Regions from separate parts of the Oryctolagus cuniculus genome. Here region 1 is linked to region 2. The links are chromatin contacts, called in public Micro-C maps. All regions are on one chromosome and are shown on one strand. Each heading gives the region's core, a stretch centred on a gene start, on an enhancer-like site or on the middle of the called end of the contact. The rest is flanking DNA. Distances are from core to core; before and after follow the strand shown.

Evidence for each region. Hi-C and Micro-C count contacts between places; a contact is called where the count stands out from the background.
Region 1: a contact with region 2 is called in a Micro-C map of ear pinna, with 3 times the contacts expected there. The contact joins the promoter of FBXW11 here to the promoter of NPM1 in region 2. A contact is called at or near these places in 2 of 6 Hi-C or Micro-C datasets (ear pinna and skin fibroblasts).

Annotation. Positions count from the first base shown.
Region 1 is chr6:58,693,576-58,698,674 of mOryCun1.1, reverse strand. FBXW11 (F-box and WD repeat domain containing 11) reads left to right here and starts at 3,846. Exons shown (of 13, transcript XM_002710378.5): 1 at 3,846-4,053. The coding sequence starts at 4,009. LOC127490551 (a long non-coding RNA gene) reads right to left here and starts at 3,643. Exons shown (of 2, transcript XR_007918551.2): 1 at 3,436-3,643; 2 at 1-2,951.
Region 2 is chr6:58,112,206-58,117,004 of mOryCun1.1, reverse strand. NPM1 (nucleophosmin 1) reads right to left here and starts at 1,674. Exons shown (of 11, transcript NM_001171319.1): 1 at 1,617-1,674. The coding sequence starts at 1,674.

The DNA of each region.
Region 1 (5,099 bases), core at 2,597-5,096, 580 kb before region 2:
TTCAGCTTACTGAATTTTGACTGAAAAATTATAAAGTGGAGCACACTTTCTGTTCTGTGAATACACAAACTCGTTGTGCTCAGAATAGCTGGAGTCAGGAGCAGAGCTTCCAATAGAAATGTTAAACAAGCGGGGTGGAGATCCTGTAGCACTTTTTCCAAGAATTGCAACTGGGGATGAAACGTGGATTTATCAGTATGATTCCAAAGACAAAGCCCAATGAAAGCAATGCTACCAAGAGGCGTGGAAGTGGCCTAGTCAAGGCAAAAGTGAACTGGTCAGCAGCAGAGGTCGTGGCAACAGGTTTTGAGATGCTCAAGACATTTTGCTTGCTGACTTTCTGGAGGGCTGAAGAACAACACCATCTGCTTATTAGCGTGTTTAGAGAATGTGAGCTAAAGCTCTAGCAGAAAAGTACCTGAGAGAGCTTCACCAGAGTCCTCCCCCACAATGCTCCTGCTCATTTCTCTCCTCAAACAAGGGCAATTCTGTGAGTATGGATGGGAAGTCATTAGGTATCCTCTTACAGTCCTAGTTTGACTACTTCTGACTTTTTTGTTTCCTAATGTTTATTTTATTTATTTTTTTTTTTTTTACTTTTTAAAAAAAGTTTTGAAGGGCAAAGTGACAGAGAGAGAGAGGGAGATCTTTCACTTGATGGTTTGCTCTCCAAATGCCTACAACAGCTGGGCTGGGATAGGCTGAAGACAGGAGCTCAGAAATTCATCTGAGTTCCCACATGCAGGGACCTAAGCACTTGAGCCATCATCCGCTGCCTTCCAGGGTGCACAGGAAGAGGAAGCTGGATCGGAAGTGCAGTAGCTGGGATTCAAACCAAGTGGCATCTTAACCACTGTGCCAAATGCCTGCCCTTCATGTTGAAATTTAATCCCCATGATGAGAGGTTGCAACAGATGCCAAGCATGCTCTTGGACTTGCAGAATCAAGAGCTAAATGATCTTTTTATTTATATATTGCTCAGTTTCAGATAATATGTGTACAGCAATAAAAAGTGCACTAAAGATAGATAGAAGACAAACTGAAGTGATGGCAACTGTGGAAAATCATAGGCCACACGTCATATAAAGAAAGTAATTGCTGTTCGACCCCTGCATATCATTTCTATGTAGATCTAATAGTGAGATGTTCCAATTTTTCAAGAGAAGCTAGAAATTCAGGTTTTAAAATAGGACACTCATATTTTAAAACAATAAAAAAGATGGTGTAGGCTAAAGTTACATATTGGGGGTAGGAAATGATTCACCGTGGGCTTCCTAGCTCTGTGTGCTGAGTCACGTTGCAGGTGCTAGGGCCTTGGAGATCTGGACTAGCTGTTACATCAGTGGCACCCAAGGGACCATGCCTGTCTGTATTCTCACCATTGTCTAGACCCTTTCCACCCTATGGGCTTGGCTGTGTCTCTGGCTTTGGTCAAGCGGCATTAGTATGTGTGGTGTAGCAGATTTGATAAGCAATTGTTCATTGGGGCTTGTCTTCTTTGAAGCCACCAAGCAGAAGCTTGAGTGGTAAGAAGCCACTTGGAGAGGATGGTATTGTGGTGTAGCGGGTGAAGCCGCCACCTGCACGTTGACAACTCATAAGGGGCTCCGGTTCAATTCCTGTCTGCTCCAAGTCCAATACAGCTCCCTGCTGATGCACTTGGGAAAGCAGTGGAAGATGGCCCAGGTCCTTGGGTCCCTGCATACACATGGGAGACCCAAATGAAGCTCCTGGTCCCTGGCTTTGGTCTGGCCCAGCCCCAGCCGTTGTGGCCATTTGGGGAGTGAACCAGAGGATGGAAGATATCTTTCTCTCTCTTTTCCCTTCTCTGTAACTCTGCCTTTCAAATTAAATAAATCATTTTTTTTTTTTTAAAGAAGAAGCCATGTGGTGAAGAGAGACCGCAGGGGCCACAAAGTCACTTTGAATGAGTCCCCAGCTGATTTCAGGCCCATGACTAACTTCAGATTACACCATGTGGGTCTAGCTGAGCCTGGTCAACCCACACAATTGTAAAAAATAATAAACTCTGTTATTCTAAGCTACTAAATCTTGGGGTGGTCTGTTATGTTGCAATAGGTAACAGAAGCAGAGGTCATTAATTTTAATTCCCTTGTTTACACTCCCTAGAGTGTTCCAACCAAGGCCCAGATACAGCAGCACTGCCTCTGGTGAAATTCAGGCAGTAAGTTAGTGGTGGCAACTGTTTAATTCCGGTTTCTTCCTATTGCTTTTCTTTCAATTTCTTGGTGAAAAGCACCAGATAAGGACAATGAAACTTCAAACTCTACCTGCATGAAACTTAACACTGTCTTCAATGCATACAAATCACTGCAATAATTTAGCTCTCGGAAATGCAAACACTTCTAGGTCATCCAGTCCCTTTGCTTTACAGGTGTGAGAATGAAAAAACACTTGAGGAAAATGGAAAGCACTTGGAAGCTGGCCTGGTACAATCATCCAGGCTGTAACATCAGTAGATGACAGCTGACCGCTAGGCCTCGTACACTCATGTAGAACACGAATCATTGGACAGAACATTAACATCAGACAAGGCCAAGCTGTGACCAGGAGTGGTCAAGACAAAAACCGAGACCATCCTTAATCATGCCTGAATGCAGATAAAACACCAATGTTGTCCAAACCACAAAAAATGACCAAACACCCATTCCAGTTAGTTGGAGGGGGCTGCTGCTCCTTTACCAACTAAAGCTTAAGCCTCTACCCAAAATTCCCTTCCTTCTGATAAGATTTATTGAGATGGACGATCAACGAATGACCACCACTGCCTGACAGTCTCGACGGCCTCAAGTCTCCCGGATCACCTTCCTGAGACGCCCTCCTCCGGCTTCTCCTGGTGTGTGCTCTCACTCACTTCAACTAGCAGGAAAAGCAATGCGTTCAACCCTCCGTGTGTTCCCGCTGGGTTCTGGTCAGAGGAATGGCGAAGTCTGCAAAGTCAGGAGGCTGAGTTCAACTGAGAGGAGTCTCCAAGTTTTGCTTCTGAGCACCTGCCATTCTTCCCGTTCGTGTCTGCCGCCTTCCTCTCACAATTAAACTCCACGAGAACAGAGTCATGTTGAGAGCTGACTCCCTGTGCCTACAGCTGTACGCGGCAAAGGTGGATGCTTACAAAGCAGCTCTGAACGAATGAATGAGGAAGAGCGGCTCAGCCCACGCACGTTCCCTTTGGTCTCTCAGCTCCTAATCCGTGGGGCAGCCAGACAGGCCCACAGCACGTCAGCATCCCCCTTCCCCAACTTCATCTCCAGCCCCCTCAGTCCTCCCATACCCTTCCAGCTGCTTCCCTCGGTCAAGCTTCTCTCTCTTGCCGTCCTCTTCCCACACTTGAGCCCCAAGAGCCCACCTTCCTAATGCACTCAATCCATCAGTCTCCACCACCTCCCCCTCGCCCTCCCCCAAGCACCGGCGGACCCGAAGCCTCGCTACTTAGGCGTCGAATGGGCACTGCAGACACCCATCGCGCATGTGCGGAAACTGGTCGCACACGCAGGATCTCTGACAAGCGGGGAGTCGTCTCCGAGTTTCCGTCCCGGTCTCCGCAGCCTTAGGCTGCCAGGAAGTCAAGAGAAGGCAGCCGGAAGGAGAACCTGCGCGCAAGTCTTTCTGGGACATGTAGTCGTGGCGCTCCCGAGACCCTACCCCGAGCCAGCCCTTAATTCTTCTGGTCTGTACGTCCCGCGTTCACAGGGCAGTGCTACTTTCGGCTCAGAATTGGCTTCCGGCTATCAGGAAAGCTCGGCTCGGGGTCGGCTTCTCGTTCCCACAACGCTCTGCGGGGCCCGCGGCGCCTGCTGGGAGCTGTAGTGCCCGCCGTGCGTACTGCGTTCGCCGAGGGGGAGGGCGGAGCTGCCGGCGGCCCGGGCGGGCTGGCAGCTAGAGTGGGTGCGAGAGCCGCCTCCGCCTCTGCAGCCTCCGCCGTCGCCTCCTCCGCCCGGGCCGTTCGCTGCTGCGCGGGGAGAGCGAGGCGGGGCCGCCGGGGCCGCCATGGAGCCCGACTCGGTGATTGAAGACAAGACCATCGAGCTCATGGTGAGTGCGGCCCGCTGGACCGTCCGTTCTTCCGTCCGTCCGGCCCCAGGCGGGCCTGCCCACCTCAACGTCCGGCGCGAGGCTGGCCTTGGCCCTTCCCCGCCGCCTCGGCCCAGATCCGGGCCAGCCGTGTCCTGGCCTCGGGCCCAGCGCGGTGCCTCCCGATCCCTCGAGATCTCAGGCCGGACTTGGCCCGGCCCCCTCCATGCCCCTCGGTTCTCCCCCCACCCCCCCCCGTCCCTGTCCCGTCTCCGGCCCATCTTTCGGAACGACCCTCGCTCGTTCATGCTGTAGCTTTAGGTCACATCGTGCTAGCATCTCATTCTCTTTCTTTTAGGAGGCGATCATCCCCCCCCCCCCCCCCCCCCGCGCGCGCACCTTGTATTTCTCTGGCTCAGGCCCGCACCGCGCTTGCAAGCACCACTTAGGCCGAATGAGGTGGTGGTGGGAGAGAGTACAGAGGAGATCGTTACGGGCTGCCTCGGCCTCCGGGTCCTAAGAGGGGTCTCAGCACCCTCTCTCCAGCCCAGGGCTGTGTGGATGCCTGGGATAGGCCCTACAGGACTGGGGAGGTGGGGAGCTCTCTGATCAGAGGCTGTTACGGATCAGGGGCCTCTTCCCTGGGCTCCTGTGGTGTCAGGCTTCTCGGACAAAGGGTTTCCTACCCAGCCGAGAGGGATGTTTGCACAGCGAGGCCCCAGGTACTCTGGATTCCATCCCCTTGGAAAGGGAAACCATAACTTCACGTTTCCTTGAGCTGCTTTGGGAAATTGGGGGTGGGGTGGGGGGTGGAGCGAGGCGACCGTCGAGCTCATCACTGCCGCCAATTCTTTCTTCTCTCTAAAAAAAAAAAAAAAAAAAAAAAGAGGGGGGGAGGGTTCCTTGGCCCCTGGGGGGAGCGACCATTCTTCTGTTAGAAGCCATTGGCTGATACTCCCCGGTTCACGGACACCCTCCTCCCCTTTCCGTCTACGACTTGGATCCAGAGGAGTTTTTAGAAACAGGACCATGCGAGAGTGGCTAGCAGAAGTGAAGAATTTGCTAAT
Region 2 (4,799 bases), core at 425-2,924:
CTACTACTTCTGCAGACATATCAATAATGAAGCCTAATATATAATAGTTAATTCCCAACCATTTAAAAAACTGGAATTATCTATCTAAACTCCCAATAGTGGAAAATTAGCAATGAGAATGGTTTCTCAGATGAACAGCTTTCATCTACAGAGAAAAGTACCAACATAAAAGAATCAACTTGTAAGGGTCAATATTCCAAAGTGATGCACATTAGAAATAGAGGCAACAGACACAATCAAGGACACTTCCAATATAAAGGGCCAAAAAAAAGAATTATTGTTTATAAAATCACCAGAAACCTCTAAAAATGGCTAAGAATTAAGTCCTAAAGTGCACTACCGTGCACATTATCTACTCCCACTCCATCGGGAAACTGTTTTAATTATTGCCAGAATAAAAATTTACGTGGTTACACTTCACTCCCATTCACAATAGATACTTAAGCATGCTAGTGCTAACAAACCTCAACATGGTTTGTAAACTAGGGGTAGGATTAGCATCTATTTCCATGTCTAACCAACAAAGGGTTCCCAGAATTAAGTTCTACTGTAATTCCTTAAAACTATGCATACATAGTAGTGTGAGTTCGCGGGGGACGGGGGCGCTGTGGTTCCCAATCTCTGGTTACAACCCGAGAACGTTGGTGAACATAACAAAATCCATGCTGGACTACCTCCGCTACACCCTTCCTGGAAAAAAAATAAGCCTCACTTATGAAGCGCTGGCTCTGCAATCAAGGATTTTGTTTAAATCTGGTTTTTAAGCGCAACCTTAACCTAATTACTTCTCTGAGCATCAGACCTGTATTGTGGTTTAGGTCCGTCTACCAGCTGAGGCAGAAAGAGGACTCTAAAAAGGCCAGTTACGGTACAGTTGATGCTGCAGACGCTGGACAAAGACTTCCAGAATCCTAGTTCAATCCGCCACTACACCTATCACTTCCCGCCCAACAGTCTCAAAGCAGCCACAGGACCCCTGGCTGGGGCGGGGGGTGGGTGGGTGACAAGATGCCAGAGCCCCGGATGTACAGCCCACACCCCCTCCCTTCCCCCAACCACGTGGCAACCACGTGCTTCGGGCGGTCGCGGCCTCCTCAAGCCCCGCCGCACATCCCCTCCCCGGTTCACTGGCTGAGGCACCCGAGCTGTCTCCGGGCCCGGAACTCTGGATGAGGACGCCAGGCTGCACCCACCTCCTCCTCCAGCAGGGACTTCCACGCCCCTCCATGCACCCCCCCCAACCTCCTGTAACACGGCCTAGCAACAAGCCAGCCGACTTACACACTACGGGACAAAAAATCACGCCTGGAATCCTACTTCGCAGCCCAGGCAACGCCGAACCTTCAGACGGCCTTGGGCCATGGCCCGCTCACGCCCCAGGCCGGGGGCCGCCGCTCCTCCCCACCCCTTTCACACGGCTCACTCTCTGCTCCCAGCTCCCACCCCGCTCAGCACCAGGACGCCTGCGGTCTGCTCCCTATTCTCTCCGGCCTCCAGTCTGCCGGCCTTTTTCCAACAGCCCGGGCCTCAGTCAGACTCCCGCCGCCCCCTCCCCCCAACCCTTAAAGCCACCACCAGGCCCTGCTCGGCCTCGCTTCAACCCCCACAATAGTTACCGAAAAGATAGTTCTGGGGCCTCAGGGGGCTCATGTCCATGTCCATCGAATCTTCCATGAGGCGGAGGGACGAACTTGGGTAGGAGAGAAAGCGGACGGAGATTAGACGCCCACTGCTGCAAAGAACAGCCGCGCAGGACGGAATCACGCCAGGGAAAGGACGCGGGCTCCCCGCTAGTATATATAGCCACCAGAAATCTCGCGATAGCTTTCCAAGTCCCGCCTCCGCGCGCGTGCTCTTCAGCCCCTTCTCGCAGTACGGTCGCGCTGCTGCGCAAGCGCTCTTCAACACACTCCTCTCTACCTCTCCCCCCACCTCTTCCAGGTACTTCGCGGGCTCACACCGGGCACGCGCACTCGAAACCCTGCCCCACCCCTCTGCCGCCGTCGCCGATGCGCAGGCGCGCTTTCCCCTTGCGGCGCGCGCTCCCCACCTCCGGCGGTTCCACGTCCTCTCCGGTTCCAGCGCGTCGGCTTCGCGCCAAGAGCCTGCGCAGCCCACCCTGCAAGATGGCGACAGCAGGCCTTCGCTGTGCTGGATGCGGAGGCTCAGGCAGTCGGGAATAAGCCAGAAAGCAGCTCCATTCTCCTTCCTCCATCCCCTCGTCTCCCGCAAGCCTCCAAGATGGCATAATCAGCGCGGGATTTTGACCTGCCCGAAAGCCTGGGCTCGGAGCTAATGGCTTCCCCACAGCTAGTCTCAGGTGCCAGAGCGGGAGAACGAGTGGACGACGGTTTTTATTCTTTATTGGCCAGACTTACAGGACTCTGTGTTCTTATAAATCCGCCCTTTCTGAGGAAAAATCAACAAAGTCCTCATTTTTATGGCAACTTGGGGCCACACGGGGACCGAGTCAGCCGCCTCCGCCGGTGCAGCCTCTGGGGATGTGCACTTCCTAACCTTTAACATTCCCGGCGAAAGGAAACGTTTGACTCGATTTAAATGCAGGAACCTTAATTCGAATCTTTGGAAGGCAGCCTGGGAATTAGCATTTTAAACTACTTGACAAACACGTAAGACCTCACAGACCCTGAGCGCTGGGCTTCTTAAGGAATTTTTTTTTTTTTTTTTTTTTTTTTTTTTTTTTTTACCTCAATACATCGAATTAGGAAGTACTGTGATGGTGGCGCCGGTTTGAGGTTTGAGTCCCGGCTGCTCCACTTCATCCAGCTCCCTGGTAATGGCCTAATGTCCCAAGTCCTTGGGCCCCCGCACCCACGTGGGAGACGGGGAAGAAGCTCCTGGCTCCTGGCTTTGCCTGGTCCACACCGACCATTGCAGCCATTTGGGGAGTGAACCAGCGGATGGACGACCTCTCTCTCTCTCTCTCTCTCTCTCTCTCTCTGCCTCTCCCTCTCTGTAATTCTGACTTTCAAGTAAATAAGTAAACTTTTAAAAAAATGTTTTGGATAGATGTTTGTCTATGGTAGTATAATGTAGGTATGTTATAATTTATTTGTTCCTCCATTGATAGGCATATTTTCTACCTAATTTTACTAAAAATATTATTTAGGTAAACATCTTTGTACCTATATTTTTATGGATATCTGAAAGTAGTTTAATAGAATATAGCCTAAGAAATGGACTTCCACAGTAAAAGGATGGGTACTTAGGAATATATGTACATACACTCAGAAATACTTCTTTTATTGTTTAAGTAAGATCACATTTTATCCAGTGTCCTCCAACTTTATTAACGTAGCTTGGTAGACATTAGCCTATCTGTGTGCCAGTGGTCAAAGAAAATGGGAATTTTTTGAAAGTGGGAATATTTGTGTGATGGCACAAGGATACAGGCCTTGGAAACAAACCAACATTTACATTTCAAAAGTCTTGCTATGGGTCAATAGTGTGCTTGGGTGGGTCCTACTCCTCTCCTTGGGGGCAGTTTAGTGGACTAAGCTAATCCCTCTGGGAGGGATTCCATGCTCAGAAAGCCCTCCACCCAGCAATACCCCTGAAGGGGTGTGGGGAAGGAAAAACAAAGGGCCCACACTCACATGGATAAAAACCAGTTTCAGTGCAGACTGGGCTCAGTTGTTTGCAGAGATGCTTGGCTAGCAGGCTTACTGTCTCAAGTCTGAAGGCAAGAACCACTGAGCAGCTTATCTCAGTGACCCCCTCATGGGGCTTAGTTGTCTTGCCGTGACATCATACACAGGGACCCATGGGACTCCTTTTCCACACTCTACTCTTTTTAGGGCTTGCATGGTATCACATTGGATGCATTCTTCTTAAATCCAAGCTTCTCTTTTAATTCTTCATTTTAAAACACATTTTACGATAGAAAATGTTCAAATCTGAACAAAATAGGATCCATGAGGAACACCCATATTTCCACCACTTAGCTTCAACAATTATGTGGCCAATCATGCTTCATATGTATTATAATTTATTTACACACACACACACACCCTTCCACGCAACTTCCTCCTCTCCTTTTATTTAAAAAAAAAAAGCTTTATTTATTTATTTGAAAGACAGAGTTATAGAGAGGTGAAGGCAGAGACAGAGAGGGGTCTTCCATCTGCTGGTTCACTTCCCATATGGCCACAAGGGCAGGAGCTGGGCCAATCCAGGAGCTTCTTCTAGGTCTCCCACGTGGGTGCAGAGGCCCAAGGACTTGGGCCATCTTCTACTGCCTTCCCCCGCCATAGCACAGAGCTGGGTTGGAAGTGGAGCATCCGAGACTCGAACTGGTGCCCATATGGGATGCCAGCACTGCAGGACGTGACTTTTCCTGCTACGCCACAGCAGCAGCTTTACTCACTACACCACAGTGCCTGCCCCCGTCTTCTCCTTCCGCTGGGTTGCTTAAAAAAAAATTCCAGGCAGGTATCATTTCACCTGGAAACACTTCAGTGTGTATTTTTAAAAGACAATTTTTTAAAACTTAGCCACAATGCCGTTATGATACAAAGCAAAAATTTAAATCATTGCTAATATTATGAATTATCCTGTTCAAATACTCCCTGCAGTCTTTAGCAGTTGATTGGCTTGAACAGGGATCTAAGCAAGCTATACACATTACATGGATACATTTAACAGTTTAACACATGTCATTTAACAGTTTAACACATGCCTATATCCTCTGAATTGTCCATAAATTAGTAAATCCAAGAGCCATACCGTCAAATGCAGAAGCCGCTAACTCCATATGGTATTTTAAATGAATTAAAATA